Linked DNA regions of Mus musculus: region 2 is linked to region 1. A link is a contact called in public Hi-C data. All regions are on one chromosome and are shown on one strand. The core of a region is the stretch at or near the end of the contact, and the rest is flanking DNA. Distances in the headings are between cores, read along the strand shown.

Evidence for each region. Hi-C and Micro-C count contacts between places; a contact is called where the count stands out from the background.
Region 2: a contact with region 1 is called in a Hi-C map of germline stem cells, with 1.7 times the contacts expected there. The contact joins the promoter of A930011G23Rik here to the enhancer-like site in region 1. A contact is called at or near these places in 2 of 484 Hi-C or Micro-C datasets (germline stem cells and nephron progenitors) and 2 of 9 other capture datasets (adipose tissue and pancreatic islet).

The regions. Positions count from the first base shown.
Region 1 is chr5:99,629,234-99,636,598 of GRCm38.p6, reverse strand. All of the region lies in intron 1 of A930011G23Rik (RIKEN cDNA A930011G23 gene), which reads left to right. Among named protein-coding and RNA genes, the nearest start is that of 4930405H06Rik, 19 kb to the right of the region's middle. Within about 2 kb of position 4,763, at least 9 of the 459 cell types and tissues checked have an H3K27ac peak or open chromatin away from gene starts, as enhancers often do. A contact at or near this core is called in germline stem cells, where this site is marked.
Region 2 is chr5:99,724,125-99,731,832 of GRCm38.p6, reverse strand. It overlaps A930011G23Rik (RIKEN cDNA A930011G23 gene), which reads left to right and starts at 2,773. Exons shown (of 4, transcript NR_030692.1): 1 at 2,773-3,089. Gm38413 (predicted gene, 38413) reads left to right here. Exons shown (of 12, transcript NR_131054.1): 11 at 84-156; 12 at 802-979.

The DNA of each region.
Region 1 (7,365 bases), core at 3,514-6,013:
CAAAACGTCCACCTTCTAGAAGCAATGGCTTTAGTATAAATTCTACAACTGTGCTGCACTCTTCATAGAGCTCTCTCTCTCTCTCTTTCTCTGTCTCCCTCTCCCTCCCCCACCCCTTCCCCTCCCTCTCTCCCCTCCCCCTCTCCTCTCCCCCTCTCCTCTCCTCTCCTCTCTCTCATTTTCCTCTAGTGCAAAAGCTATTCCCAAGTTGGCCTGAAATCAAGCACAAAGAAAACTTTTTTTTCCCTTTCTTGTGCATTGTTCATTTAACAAATTGTTTTTGTTGGGTGTACTCCTCTCCCAACAATAATATTTCTCTTCTAAAGGCCAAGATGTACCTAGAGAGAGAGTACTTTTAAATTTTCATTTTCTTTGCTTTCACAACAATAAAACTAAAACGGGAGGGAAAGCCTTGCAGAACTAGAGACAGAACTAGAGAGACATTCTCAAACCCAGCGACAGGGCTTTGTCGCTGGGTCTTAAAGGAGTGTCTGAATGCAAGGTCAGAGGGCATGCTCCTTGATTCTGTGTTTATTTCTCCATGTCTTTCCCAGGGAAGGAATCTGTGCCTCTCTCAGTTTATATTTTATTAAAATCTGCTGTGGAGAGTGGCCTTCACCTGTGGTCCACAGTGAATTGGTAAAACACGAGTTCTGTGAGTCCAGGAAAATTAGCTTCAGTTCTTGGTTCTGTCTCTTATTATGGGAGCTTGGACATATCTGTAAAAGAAGAGGATTATACCTCCTGATGTAGTCTACATTGAGGGTAAACAAGAGACAGTGTGTGCAAACACAGCTCAGTGCCTAGCACACATGAGCATTTGATCATTTTTAAATTTTATATGTCATCAGTAGTTTAGAAGATATAAGAATGAGGAGCTGAAGAGAGGGCTCAGCATTCAAGGGCTGCTCTTACAAAGGGCCAAATTTCTGACCCCAGCATCCATGAGGTACAGCTTATCAGTGTCTATAACTCTAGCTCCAAGGGATCTGACATCCTTTCCTGGGCTCTGCTAGAACCTGCAAACCCACCCACACATGAGGGAGGGAGGGAGACAGACAGACAGACAGAGAGAGACAGACAGAGAGAGACAGAGAGAGAGAGAGAGAGACAGAGAGAGAAGAAGAAGAAGAAGAAGAAGAAGAAGAAGAAGAAGAAGAAGAAGAAGAAGAAGAAGAAGAAGAAGAGGAGGAGGAGGCGGCGGCGGAGGAGGAGGAGGAGGAGGAGGAGGAGGAGGAGGAGGAGGAGGAGGGAGGGGAAGGAAGGGAAGGAGGGGAAGGAGGGGAAGAAGGGGAAGAAGAGGAAGAAGAAGAGGAGGAAGGGGAAGGGGAAGAAGAGGAAGAGGAAGAGGAAGAAGGAGGAGGAGGAGGGGAGGGGGAGGGGAAAAAGGAGGAGAAGGCAAAAGGAGGAAGGAAGGAACGAAGAAAAAAATAGAAACCTAAAATTCTATAATTCAATCTTCAAACACAGTGTGTTAGTTCCTTGTGGATACTTAGGGGAATGGTATACATGTGTTTCTTGAAGTTTGAACTTTGTGTTCAATTTTGGAGGAGTCAGTGTTAAAATGTTATTTTTCCAGTGTTAAAATTGCCTCTGGTAGGAGTCCCTGCCATACCTTTCAGGCAGATGTCAGTGTCAGAGAAACTTGGCAAGAATGGAGAGATCTAGATGTGCTTGGGAAGATTGGAGAGGGAGGATTGTGAAAGCAGGAAGCCCAAGGGCTGAAGGTAGTTCTTTTTTGATGGAGAATCAAATAGTAGATATCGTTAGAGCTAGCCCTGTAGTGTTGGTACTGTAGAAGCACTTTGCAGTGATTGAATCGTCTGATACTCTCCACCTTCTGAGGTAGGTGTTCTTGCCTTTCTCGGGGTCTGTCAGGAGGACGTCACCACACCAACCATCTGAACAGAGAATGGGGAAAGAGCTGTTGGCCCTATGTAATGTCCTTAACTAGTTAATGGCGGCTGGGGGTGGGGGAGGGGGAGGGCGAGGAGGACAACTGTAAAGTATCCGACATAGTCAAGCAAACCTCCTTAGGTACATGGAGAACCAGCTGCTCCACAACAGAAATTCCAGTCATGGAGGCCAGTGTCCCAGCTTGTGGGTACTGTTGTCTGTGAAGGGCACACAATGAAGCTACTGAGTCTGTAACAGGAAAACTGCAAGCTGCACTCAGGGGCTCTGTGGAAAGAAAAGAATGTTGTCGGGGCTAAGATGGTCTTCAAGGAGTTGGCCAGTCTCCACTAGCGCCCCCTACTGGGGGGGTCTGATTTAAGACGCTTTGCAGTCTCTACTCCAGCATCTTAAGGCTGGTGGTAGGAAGGCTATCTTAGAGAAGAATAGCAGACAGTAATCTCCATTTTACAGCGCAGGAAACCAGTGAGCTGATGTGTTAAGCTGTGCTGGCCCAGAGCCATACAGCTAGAGCGGGGTCGGGATTTAGTCTGTGTGATTCCATGTTCACGGACAAAGATGCTTTTCTGAGTGCTGTTTCCAAAATCCGTAGCATGAAAATGATAGTTATTAGCCTGCAGAGTTTTCAGGTGTCCTGGATGGCTTCATGCCAACAAGACACAGGCTAAAGTCATCTGATAGGAGGAAACCTTGGTTGAGGCAATTCGTCCATGAGATCAGGCTGTAGGCAAACCTTCAGGCAAAACATTCTTAATTAGTGACTGGTACCAGGGGCCCAGCCCATAGTGGGTGGTCCTATCCTTGGGTTGGGGTCCCTGGGTTCTATAAGAAAGCAAGCTAAACAAGCCATGGGGAGCAAGCCAGTAAGAGACACTCATCCATGGCCTCTGTATCAGCTCCTGCCTCCAGGGTCCTGCCCTGCTTGAGTTCCTGTCCTGATAGCTTCTGATAGTGAGCTGTTATATATGGGACCATGTGTGAAATTAACCCTTTCCTCCCTGAGTTCCTTTGGTCATGACTTTTGATCACAGTTGATAGCAATCCTAAGACATAAGGACTGGCTGAAATGTATGCACAGGTGTCTATCATACCTCCAGGAACATCGCTGGTGTTTAGTAAACACAGGATCATGGTTGATAATAGCACTTTATTTTATTTGGAGTATGGAAACCCTTTTGGGTCTCAGTGATGACACAGGTAGCTTTGAAAGCATTGCATTTGCCTTGAAACAGAGTCCTGGGCACTGGGTTGTTCGTGTGGGTGCTTATTAGCTAACTTAGCATATTTTAAGGTTTTCTGTGTTGGAATGTGTCTAGAGGAGAGAAGTTAAGCCAAGGTTTGGTGAATGCTGTCCTGAAACCGGGATTTATCGGGGGCGTGTCCTTTACCTTCAGCTCTCATGCAGCAGGGGATCTCAGAGAGTTAGTCTATTTACTCTTTAAAAAGATAAGATAAGGCATATATTAGCCAGTGTGTTGGTTGTCATAGGTGACATCACCGTCGGTACGTGGACCCTGCCCTCCTGGCTGTTCATTAGAATTTAGTGGAGGAACACGATGTAACTGAGTACCTTATCTTCTCTGTTCACTGCTCTGGGCCCGAGAGAGTGGAGCTGATAAAAGAGTTAAAGTCTCCCGCCAGCTTTACTCAGAGCACCAGCCAACTTATACTGAGGAAGTAAGAATTAAGAAGTCACCAAAGTGAAAAGTCACAAGGACAAGCCACGCAGGGCAAAAATACCCTTTTCCAAAGAGGCATGTAAACACATGAAAGGCAGCTGAATAATAATATGAACGATCTGAGGTAAACTCACTCCTATCTGCTACCCTGGGGTGGGGGTGGGGGAAGCATGAAACCACATTCCAAGAACAGTTCCATGTTTTTTAAGAAACCGAGGTTGTGAGACTTCTGTTTTCTCACGAGAACTCATAATTCTCCTCACAAATCCAGTCTTAGACCATTTTCCTACACTCTTCTCTTGTTTTTGAGAGGTGGTGTGTGTGTGTGTGTGTGTTGGTTTATAAGCTCAGGGCTATTATGTAGGTAAAGTGTAAATTGAACCTCCTATAGAGTTCACCTATGTCCATGGGAAGCAGATTCCAGTGCAGCTGCTGCACCTGAATGACAGTCTTGTCAGGACCTTCAAGGCCCATAGTAGCTCACTGTGGCAGAGCCAGGGTGTGTAAGCCAGGACAGTTTCTATGTCCCCCCGCCCTTCTGTTGGTTTGAGACAGCTGCAGTAATCCTAAGGGAAGTAAGAGAAGGGATTTCTGTATCTTGGCCAGAGCTTTTCGAGGAGGCCACCTTGGAGGCTAGTGTGAAGTGACATGTTCAGCAGCCACAACCAGGAGGTCACGCAGGTGGTATTGAGGAGTCTCCTGAGGTCCCTTCAAGGCCTTGTGGATACATTGTCAGTGTCATTCCAGATCTTGTTGACTTCACTGGTAATTTTAGTGAATCTTAAGAGACTGGTGTAGATTGGGATATAGTCTCTGAAACAAAAGAATATCACACATTTGTCCTTGGTCCCATGACACAAGGGAATCTGCAAAGAAATGAATGGGAGATAGATACTGGGAAATTCTGATGTAGCAGTGAAGGTCAGCGGGAGAGGCTGAGCTAAAGCTAAGGACCTTTGGTCTCCCTGTAAAACACACTTGCTATTCCCTAGGTATCTAATGTTTAATAATAATATTAAGAGAAAACATACAGGGTCAGAGGCAGTGGCACAGGTCTGGGATCTCAGCACCTGCAAAATGGAAAGCAGGTGGCCCAGGAGTTTAAGGACACTCTTGGCTTACATAGCAAGTTCAAGGCCAGCCTGAGAGATCCTGTTGCAAGAAACCAAAACCCAAAGGAAAACAAGCCAAGAAGTAGACAGGTGGTCATTGTTTTCCTTGCTTTGTAAACACTAAGTAGTTACAGTGTTCACTGTTTTTTTTTTTATTTATTTATTTAAAGATCAGCTTTCTCTTTTAAAGTAGTTTTAAACTCACATAAGCTGAACAGATACAGAGATTTCCCATAATACCTTCTGCCCCCACACATGCTTAGCCTTCTCCACTATAAGAATCTCACTGAAGGTACACCTGCTGCTGTTGGCCAACTATGTTGGAAGACCATGATCACACAAAAATGCAGACCTTGAGTCAGGGCTCCCCGGCGTGTTGGAGATCCTGCAGGTATGGGTTTATGTGTAGTGAGGTGTGTCTACCATGATGGAATCTAACTGGTTGCTGTCACCGTCTTTTGTTTTTATTTTTGTTTTCTTTTTTGATGATGGATTGAGTTTATTGGCAGAGGTAGGTAACTACTCTGCAGTCCAAAACAAAACAAAACGACAACAACAGCAAAGAAATGAAACAAGAATCAAGCACATAAATAAATAATCCATAAGATCCTTTGGCTCCAGGGTCTCCTCCCAACAGCAACTTATGCCTCCCAGCTGTGATCAGAGAATCATCTGCATACTGTCTGCAGCTAGTCCTTCCAAGAGAGGGACACATGAGTCCCTCCCACTCACCTTGCAACCCATGTGGCCATTGTTTTAAAGTCCCCTGTGCTTTGCCCTGATCTCTTCTCTCCTCTCCCCTCCCCTCCCCTCCTCTCCCCTCCCCTCCTCTCTCCTCTCCCCTCCCCTCCCCTCCCCCCCCCCCTCTGCCCTAGGCAGCCTTTAGTGCCTTCAGGATATTCTCCTTTATATAACGTCACATAGTTTAAATCACACACTATGTGGCCTTTCCAGACTGGACTCTTTCACTTAAAAATATGTATTTAAGTTTTCTTCATGGCTTGATAGACTGTTTCTTTTTTAGTACTGAATAATATTCCACAGTTTGAAGGCATTTCGGTTTATTTATTCATATACTATGGAATAACACACTTAATTACATCTAGATTTTGACATTAGGAATAAAACTACTATAAATTTCCATGTACATATATGATTTTTTTTTTTGGACATAAAATCTTTCTTTCTTTTTTCTTTCTTTCTTTCTTTCTTCCTTTCTTTCTTTCTTTCTTTCTTTCTTTTTTGTCACTTACCAAGGGATATGATTCTTTGATCATATAGTTAAATTTTATTTATTGGGTCTTGTGTGTGTAGTGTGGTATCTGTGTGTGTGTGTGTGTGTGCATACACGAGTGAATGTGCATGTGTGTGTTCGTGCCCTGTGTATATGTGCAGGCACACAGGTCACAGGTCAACACTGGATGTCTTGTGCTTTGCACTTTTCGTTGTTGTTGAACTGGTGTCTCTCTCTTCCCCAGAGCCTGGAGCTCATCGGCGATTAAAGTGGCTGACTAGCAAGCTCAGGGAATCTGCCTATCTCTCCACCACCAAAATTAGGGTTGTACACAGGCATGCCACCATGCCCAGCACATTCTGCATTCCCAACAGCAGGGGGCGCACCCACTCTTCTTTGTCTCACCGCTAGATTTTGGCCATGTGTGTGGGCGGGGCATCTCATTGTTTTAATTTTTGTTTCCCTGATGAGATGGGATGTGGAACAATCTATGTAGAACAACCATTTCCCGTGCTCCTTTGTCATCTTTGTGTCTTATTTTTGTGATGTGTCTGTTAAAGACTTTGGGCAGGTTTAGTTTGGTTGTTGGATGTCTTGTTTGGTCTTTTAAGTTTCTCATCCGATGCACAAGCTTGCAAATGTTTCCCCCTCTGTGTCTTGTCATTATCGTTTCTTGACGCGGTCCTTTGCATAGCCGGAAAAAATTAGTTAAGTCCGACTTATCAATTCTTTCTTTCATGGATTAAAGCCTTCGGCAGTTTCATTCAGTTTTATCAGGAAGCGAAATTACTTTGCTGAAGTTAATAGAATGTTTTAAATATCCCCAGTTTTCCATTCACAAATCATTTCTGTCTTCCAGTGTTCTTGAGTTTACTTCAGAATCATCTTTCCGAATCAAGTAAATTCAAGCAACACTTGAGTTATGTGGTGTCTGCTCTAATCTCTCCTGGGGGTATTTGCATTTTAACAAAGCTACAGAAATAAAATTCAACCACAGAGGTAGAATTTCTAGCATTAGAAAACAGGGCACAGTTTTTTGTTTTTTGATTTTTGTTTTGTTTTTGTTTTTTTGGGTTTTTTTTTTTTTTTTTGGTAGTGGTGGTAGAAGAAGGATTTTCTTTTTTGGAAAGGTTTATTTTTTTTAATTGTTTTAAATGGGGGGGGGGGCGTGCATACGAGTGCAGATGCCCACAGATGGCAAAGGCATTGGCTCCTCTGGGCCTGCCATGACAGGGGATTGTGAGCCACCGATGGATGCTGGGAAGTAGAGTCCTCTGAAAGATCAGTACAAGAGCTCTTATTAAACTGCCTGGCCATCTCTCCAGCCCCATCACTATTCAACCTTCTGTTTCTCACATTTGCTTTCTTGGTCTTGACCATTGAGCTCCAAAATTAAGCCTCAAGAAGGGCTTATGTTCTGCTTGGA
Region 2 (7,708 bases), core at 1,524-4,023, 97 kb before region 1:
TGTTGTTCATGCTGTCCAGGATGGGCTAGTGCACAGCCACCTTTCAGACGTGATTATTTCTTCCTGCTTCTGCCTGATGCAAGACATCGAAGAGGAGAGGATCTGGGAAGGAGAGGATCTGGGAGGATGGAGTCTAGATCACAAGGGAACATACAGGTGAGATCACAAGAAAATGCCTGTTCAGGAGAAGTCACCAAGGTTGGTTTCTTATTTCAGTTAGGACTTAGTACCCTGTCCCATCTATCAACTAGTAATGTATGGCAAGCTACTGTGGTATACTGTCTGTCCTCTTGTTACCACTCCTGGTCTCCATCCCCCAAATGATTGCTATCTGTCACCTGTCCTGGTGCCCACCTTCCAACGGTGTAGTAGGGAGTAATGCTCAATGTCCCATCATTCCAGCTGTCCTAGATGCATTGCTGACTTTGACACTAACCTGCTACATGGTCTGGACATCTTTTTCAATCTCTGGTGCTCACTTTTAAAATAGGGTCTAGCCATGTTGAAGTGACCATGTGCAGGGTAAAAAGAGCCCCAAACCTACCCTTTGTTAAGTTCTTTCCATAGGCACGACAAAGTAAAGCAATGTTAACTACATGCCTGTATTGTAGCCAAAATAGGCTGTGGTAAGAGCAGTCTACACACCTGGGATCTTCACTGCTGGTGTTTCTTCTGTGGTTGACATTGCACTCACTGTTATGAACTTGTCTAAGCAGTTAACTTTAAGATAAAAAGGCATTAGGATTAAGGTACAAGCCCTTTCAATGCAAATGTTTTTTCTCTGACTCTTGGCCCAAGCAGCCAGAAGCCAGAGAGCTTTGAATCTTTGAAGGACAGAAACCCCATTGCTGTTGGAAGATGGAGAAGGTGACAAGAAGAAGCACAGGCAGCCGGAATATGTCATGGCTTTTAAAAATATTTATTTATAGGAAAACTATAAACCCATGTTTAAATAAACTCTGTTCTTGGTCAGCTTTTCATTGGGACTAAGACGTTTGAGCAACCGTGGTGGGTGTGTTAGAATATCTCTCTCCTCTTTCTCCCTGAGACTGTTGTAGGATCCCATTCTTTGCCAATTAGAGCCCTTACTTTAACTGTCGACACACTCTGAGGCTGAGACTTGAATTTTCGCTGTAGTTCAGCCAACCTTACAATGAGAGTTTCTGTTTGATTTTCTGCAACTTGAGCTCTATTGCTACAAGAGAGAAGATTCTCCTCAAGGACACACTTAGCAACTTTTAGATCGTTTGCTTGTGTCTGGAGACTTTCGATTTTATCACACAACTCCTTCCTTTCATTCATCATTTTTTCCACAGATACTAAGAGCAGCCAGCCAGTAAAATCATTTTCCGATTTTTCCCCATCTTGTAGAAAGCTTTGTGCACTGAATCACCTAATTCATTAAGAAAATCAAGGGCATTAGCTTCTTTAAGTTCGGAATATAGTTTCAACCATGGGTCTTCAAAATTCTCTGAGCTCCCAGGAGGGAGAGAATCTGGAGAGGTTTCAATAGTTGAAAGTGCTGGTGGATCAACAAGCCAATTCCAGTATTTTAAAAGATTCATCCTTGTACTTCTGTTATGCCAGTGAGAGTTGTGGATTGACAGAAAAGTCTAGCCTCACATATTCACCACTTTGCACCCAAATGTCCATTTTCTAGTCACCCCAGCCAGTAAGCATCTACAGTCTGGTCACTGTTGCCCCAGGGTCCCGAAAAGAGCTTGAGAACCAAAGACTTTCCTGGTCTAGTACTTTTATATAAAATCAGGGGACTTAACTTTTTTACTCAAGGGCCCCTGTTGTCCTTTCTGAACCTCTGACATTGGCACAGTTGGGCAGTGTTTTTTTTTTTTTTTTTTTTTTTTTTTTTTTTTTTTTCTTTTCCAAACCACAGCCTGACACCACGTGCAGAGGAGTCTGGGAGTAACTAATGATGGAGCAGATGCTGAAGTATCCCCGCACTTATTGCAGCTCAGGACTTCTCATTTTAAACAAGCTTCAGAGACCACCCATAGTACACTAAGTGAGAGCCACAGCTGTGAGCAGTAAAACTAGACCGAGTGCAATGCTGGCCCCGTGTCTTGAGTCAAAGAGAATTCTGCCAGGTCCAGTTCTTGGACCGCACAACAGGCCGCATCTGCGTGTGTGTCGCAGTGTTCAGGTTCCAGCCTTGCCCATCCTGGGCCGTCCTGGCTGGGAGGCAGGCCAAGGAGAGAGCGATCGCCCTCTCCTCCTCTTTAGTGTTTACTGGTGCAGATCCCACCCAGTGTCAGGGGCTCACGTGTGGCAGGAGCAGGGTTCTTAATCCTGGGTTTGGAACCACCTCCTTTCCTACTGGAAGGGTGGGGCTGGCACGTGCCATTGGGGAGCCCTTGCGGGTAGCTCGAGTTCTGTCGTGGTAACTCGCCAAATGTCTGTGGACCTGGGCTCCCTCCTCTCCCACCTGCATTGTCGCAAATCGGGCAGAAACTAGGGAAGTGGGTCACCTGGGTGAACAGCCCCTCCCGCCTTGGCCGCTAGCTCTCAGCGTGCCCCCCCCGCCTCCCCCCCACCCCCCCCCACCCCCCCCCCCGGTCGCCGGCTTAGGCTCTCACTTGAGGCGTCGCCTGCACTCTACCCTTGGGCGGGCTGGGCTGTCGCTGCTCTGAGCTCCCCGCCGCCCTTGCCCCAGCGCCGCCGCAGGTCGTGCGCCGTTGGCCCTCCCGACACCCCCTCGGCGGGGCCCTTCCCTTTACTACGGCGCTAGTGACATTCAGCTGGTGAGGCTAACGCAGCCCGGGCTCCCGCAGCGCGGAGGCAGGGGCGCCCGCGGCTGTCTGCTCCTCTCACCCGGGCACCTCCCGAGTGGCAGCGACGAGCTCCCTGCAGGCCCAGAGACCCCCGACGGGACGACCTTGGCGGGCGGATCCCCGCCCCCACCCGGGTCCACGAGCTTGGGTCCGCCCTGCCCACCCCAGCTCTGGCACGGGTCGAGGACAGAGGCGGCGAGCGCGAGGGGGACCCTGCCTCCCTGCTCGTATATGGCAAAGTTTCTCGCGGCGCTCCTGGGCTGCACGCTGCCGAGCAAGGGCGCCTCTCCCGTGCTGGAGGTAGGTAGAGGGTGTGTCCTGCAGAGGTGGCTGTGGGCGACAGCTAACAGTCCTGACCCGCCCCTAGGGTCCCCACCACTTGGCAAGTGCGCCTCACCTGGAGGACTTCTGGGGCGGGGCCGGGGAAGGGGAGATGGAAGCCGCCGGGCTTGAATTCTGGTCTCCCCAGACCGCGTTGCGTGTTTTGTTTTTTTTTTTTCTCTTTCCTAGTTGATAGGTGAACATGTTTGTGAATCGCGAGTTTTGCGAGTTATCCCTTGCCTAACAAGCCAGGCACATTTGAAGATGAGCTGTTGCCTGCTCATCCTTCCGCTGTCTACCATGGCTAGCCTAAATGATTAGCAGAAACAATCTGTCAGTCAACAAGGTTCCCACTGTCGTGCTTGCTCTAACCACTCCCTTCCCCCAACCTCCAGCGAGGCGATAAACTCCGTATAAGTTAACTCGTTTCTTCTGGTGGGAGGTACGCCGGGGAAGGGGAGGGGTGTGAGGTGAGACTAACCACATCGCGCCTTCTGAAGGCAGGCACACCTAATTGCTCACACCTCCCCGAGGTAGCAGCGACCCTGCTGCAAGCGGCTTTGCTAGCAGCTGGCTGACTGGCTGGCTGATCCTCTGGGGAAATGGCAGCATCAGCGTTTAATATGAGACCCATATGGGCCACTCAGTACGGACAGTTCTGGGTTGTATGACCCTTCACACTCTACAGTCAGAACAGAGTACCCACTGTCTCTTACCTCGCCCCCCTCAATCCCCCGCCCTCTCCTACAGACTACCTGACAAGCAGGTCAGGACCAGAGGGCTGACTCTGGCCATGTCAACTAGCCTTGCCACCACCACTGTCTCATAACCATCCTGGCAGTCTGAGGTTTCCCTGAGCTGCCTTGGCCTTCAGTCGGCAGTTTCCAGGCTGGCAGAGATATAGACATGGGTTTCTTCTCTCAGTCATGCAGTGGGTTCCTTCAGCAAGGAATTGTTTAGGACCTAAACTCTTAGAGCCTTCCTCAGCTGCCTCTTGGACGCCCTTCACCATTGCTATCCTAGGTTTTTTTTTGTTTTTGTTTTTTTGTTTTTGTTTTATCCGAAGTCACGTGGAACTATTTCCTGTGATTTTACAGCTCAAGTGGTCCAGGCCATAATCTGCTATGGGACAGCAAGTATTTACTTATTTGTAAGCAGGGAGATTCCAGTGGTGAGTGGTAAGCAGGAGTTTGGGGATAGGAGTGTAGAGCGGGCAAAGACAGATGGAAATGCCTGCTCTGGTGAAAGCTGAGACCTAAAGGCTGAAGAGCCCAGACAGGCAAGGTTTTCCAGGTTTGCAGCCACGGCCTTAGCCATCTCCCTCCCTCGCAGTCTTTTAGAGGGCACGTTAGGCAGCCACATGGTAGGAGGCTGAGCTGGAGACAAGTGGTGCCCCTTATCAACTGTGCTCGCTCACTTTTCCTCTTCCTCGGGGCTGGGGATTTTGTTATAAGATTCCCAAAGCCTCCATCAAGAGATGCTGGTGTATGCATTGCCCTTTGGGTACACCTCCTGCCTATGAAGTCCTCTGGTCAACAGGTGCCCCGCTTTGATGTTTCAGGTCGATGGCTTCCCACTTATTCTAGAGAGGAGCTGACCCCCCCCCCCAAAAAAAAAAAAACAAAAAAAAAACCAACTAGTCACACACATTTAGATGGTTGTTATTTTAAAACAAGGGTGGTTCCCTTGGCTTTGAGAAATTCCAGGGGAAGTCCCTTAGACCTTGGTAACTCTTTATATCTTGCTATGTGCTACTTCCTACCTATCTAGAGGTAGAGCTAAGGTTAGCATCTCCTCTCACTGTCTCTCTATAGATGGTTGAGTTATAGTTGTTGGCCGATTCAACCTAAAATGTGTATCAGGCATTACATTTCATCAGCACCACTGAAGAGGTGCCCAAGGAGATGAAATGATGCAGAAATATACTTAGTGGATACCTTTTAGCTATTTACTATTGCTCCTAAATGGAAGGGAGTGGCTCAGCTTACTGCATCTGGGATGGAGAGAGATATGGAAGAGAAATAACCCCCTCTGAATATTAATTTCTAGAAAATTATGAATGGCCATTTTTGGTACCTTTTGTGGTCCTGGTAAAATTGAGAAATTTGTAAAACCAAAAACCAAACAAACAAACCTAAGTCTTTAGGACAATTAAAAAAAAATCTAGGAAAACTAGTGAAGGACATTAAGTTTACGTCAGGATCACGCAGTAACCTGAGCACCAGGCTGGCTGTTTTGGAATGTTAGTGCACACTCGGCAGACATACAGAAACAGCCTTTTCTGTATACTGTTATCTAGAAAAGTAGCCTAGAAGCATACATGAAGCTGTTTCCTGACCTAGATATCTGTGTATGTATGTATGTGTGTATGTATGTATGTTTATATATGTGTGTGTGTGTTTGTCTGTATGTATGTGTGTGTATGTATATATGTATGTATATGTATGTGGTTTATGTGTGTGTGTATGTATGTATGTGTATGTATGTATGTTTGTGTATGTATGTGTGTGTGGTCTATGTGTGTGTCCCTGGTATTCTATTCCCTTTGAGTTATGGCACATTGTGAACATGCTCCCTATGTGTAGCCTAGTCTTGCTCTCATTATGTGATTTCACCCACTAGCAATGGAGCCCATGTTCTAAGACTTGGCAGAGAAGAATGCATTCAGAGGCCATTGCTCTTCCATCTTCTATGTTGCTCTCTGCCCACTACACAGGGTCTCTGCATTCTTAGTGCCTGTCATCCTTGACTGACCCAATGGAGGATCTTTAAGGAGTCACCTATGTTGGGTGAACGCATCTGGCTCTAGAAAAAAGGAATGGTCAATTCCTTCATGGGTGTGGTCTCTAGAATTGCCACATATCAGAGAGCATCTCCATGTTCTGATCTCTGTCTCTAGCAGGATTGCTAATTGCCAGTACAGCTTGCTTTTCTGCTATTTAAAATGCATAGTAGCTCTCCGTTATCATCACATTATTCTAAGGACACAGTTTACATGATCTCAGCTGTAGTCTTGTGACATAGATATAATCAATCATAGTTTGCAGATGAGAAAATTGAGATCTTCAGAGAGTATAAATAATCTGCTTAAGGTCATTGTCATAATGGGTGCTAAAGTGGGGGTACTAATCAAGTTTTCATTGTCTTAAAGGTCACTTCATCTCATCCAGCTATGGCTGCTTGGTCATTGGAACTGGTTTGTGATGGTTCATATTAACCATCAACTTGACAGGCTATAGAACCACCTATGGCAGCTCTGGGCACAGCCGTGAGGGATTTTCTAGACTGGCTTAATGGATGTCAGAAGATGCATCTTAAATGGAGACAGAAGGCGTCCGTGGACTGGGCGTCCGTGGGCTGGGCGTCCGTGGACTGGGGCCCCAAACTAAGTCAGAAGAGGTGTAAGCTGAACAACAGCATTACTTCTTGACGGGGGCAGTGTGACCAGCTGCCTCACACTCCGGCTGATGGAATTGTCCCCGAATGTTGGGCTGTACCCTCAAACAAGCCCTCCTAAAGTTGCTTTTACTGAGTGTTTAGTGACAGTAATGAGAAGAATAACTGACGTTTGTTTTGGCTTTTGCTGTCTCCCTTCATTCCCAGATACTGTTTTCAAAAGAGGAATAGATTCTCTCAGTGCCCTTCCCATGTCCCCGTCGGCCTGACAGGGACTGTGCCCACTCTCAGAGATGTTCAAAGGCCGAGTGAACTTTGAGAAGTCACTTTGGGGGAAGATCCAAGTTCAATTGGGGTAGACCTTTATGAAATGCTAAATTGTTAAATCTGATCTATTCTCCCAGGCAGGGATGGGAGGGACTCCTCGCCACCTGCCCTTATGTTCTCGACCCCAGATGGAAAGACCCCCCACCTCCACCTTTATATTTTAATATACCTTAACTTGCTCAATGGCTGGGCTACTCCTAACCTCCATGTGGCTAACACACTCCGCTCGGATATTCCTGAGCTAATACTTATTAAATCCATATTGTATCTTTGCTGCCCTGGACCCTCCCGGGGTCACTCTCTCCTCACACTTACGTCTCTCCCTCCTGCACCTTCCTGGTGTGGTCTGTCTCCTGTGTCCTTCTGGTGGAATCCTCTTTCCTCTCTCTTACGTTTCTTGCGTAGGAATCCTAACGGTCTACCTCTGACTCCCTGCCCAGCCTCTGGCCTCTGGCAACTTTATTTTCCAATCAGAGCCAACTGGGGGCAGGGACGCTCAGCGCAGACATGCAGGTTCCCTTGTGATTTCTGGAGCCGAAATAACACAAATAGCATTGGAACCAATCCATGACACCTTTAGAGTCTACGTTGTAGGGTATTTTCCTGTGTGCTGTCCTTTCCATTTGGGTAAATTTTTCACTAGCTTGTATTCACTGTACAAAACAGTGAGCTCCTTTATCCCCCCAATAACCTTTCCCCTCCCCAATAATGGTATAAAATAAGTGGTTTGTTTTATGACCAAGAAAGCCAGGACTCAGAGTAAGCCTGTGAATTGTCCAATGTCACCCACTTTAGATCTAGTCTAGGAGATACATCCTGGGCTTTTTGCCACAGTGCTTGACAGACACATGCATTGACTTACACAGTGTCTTGGC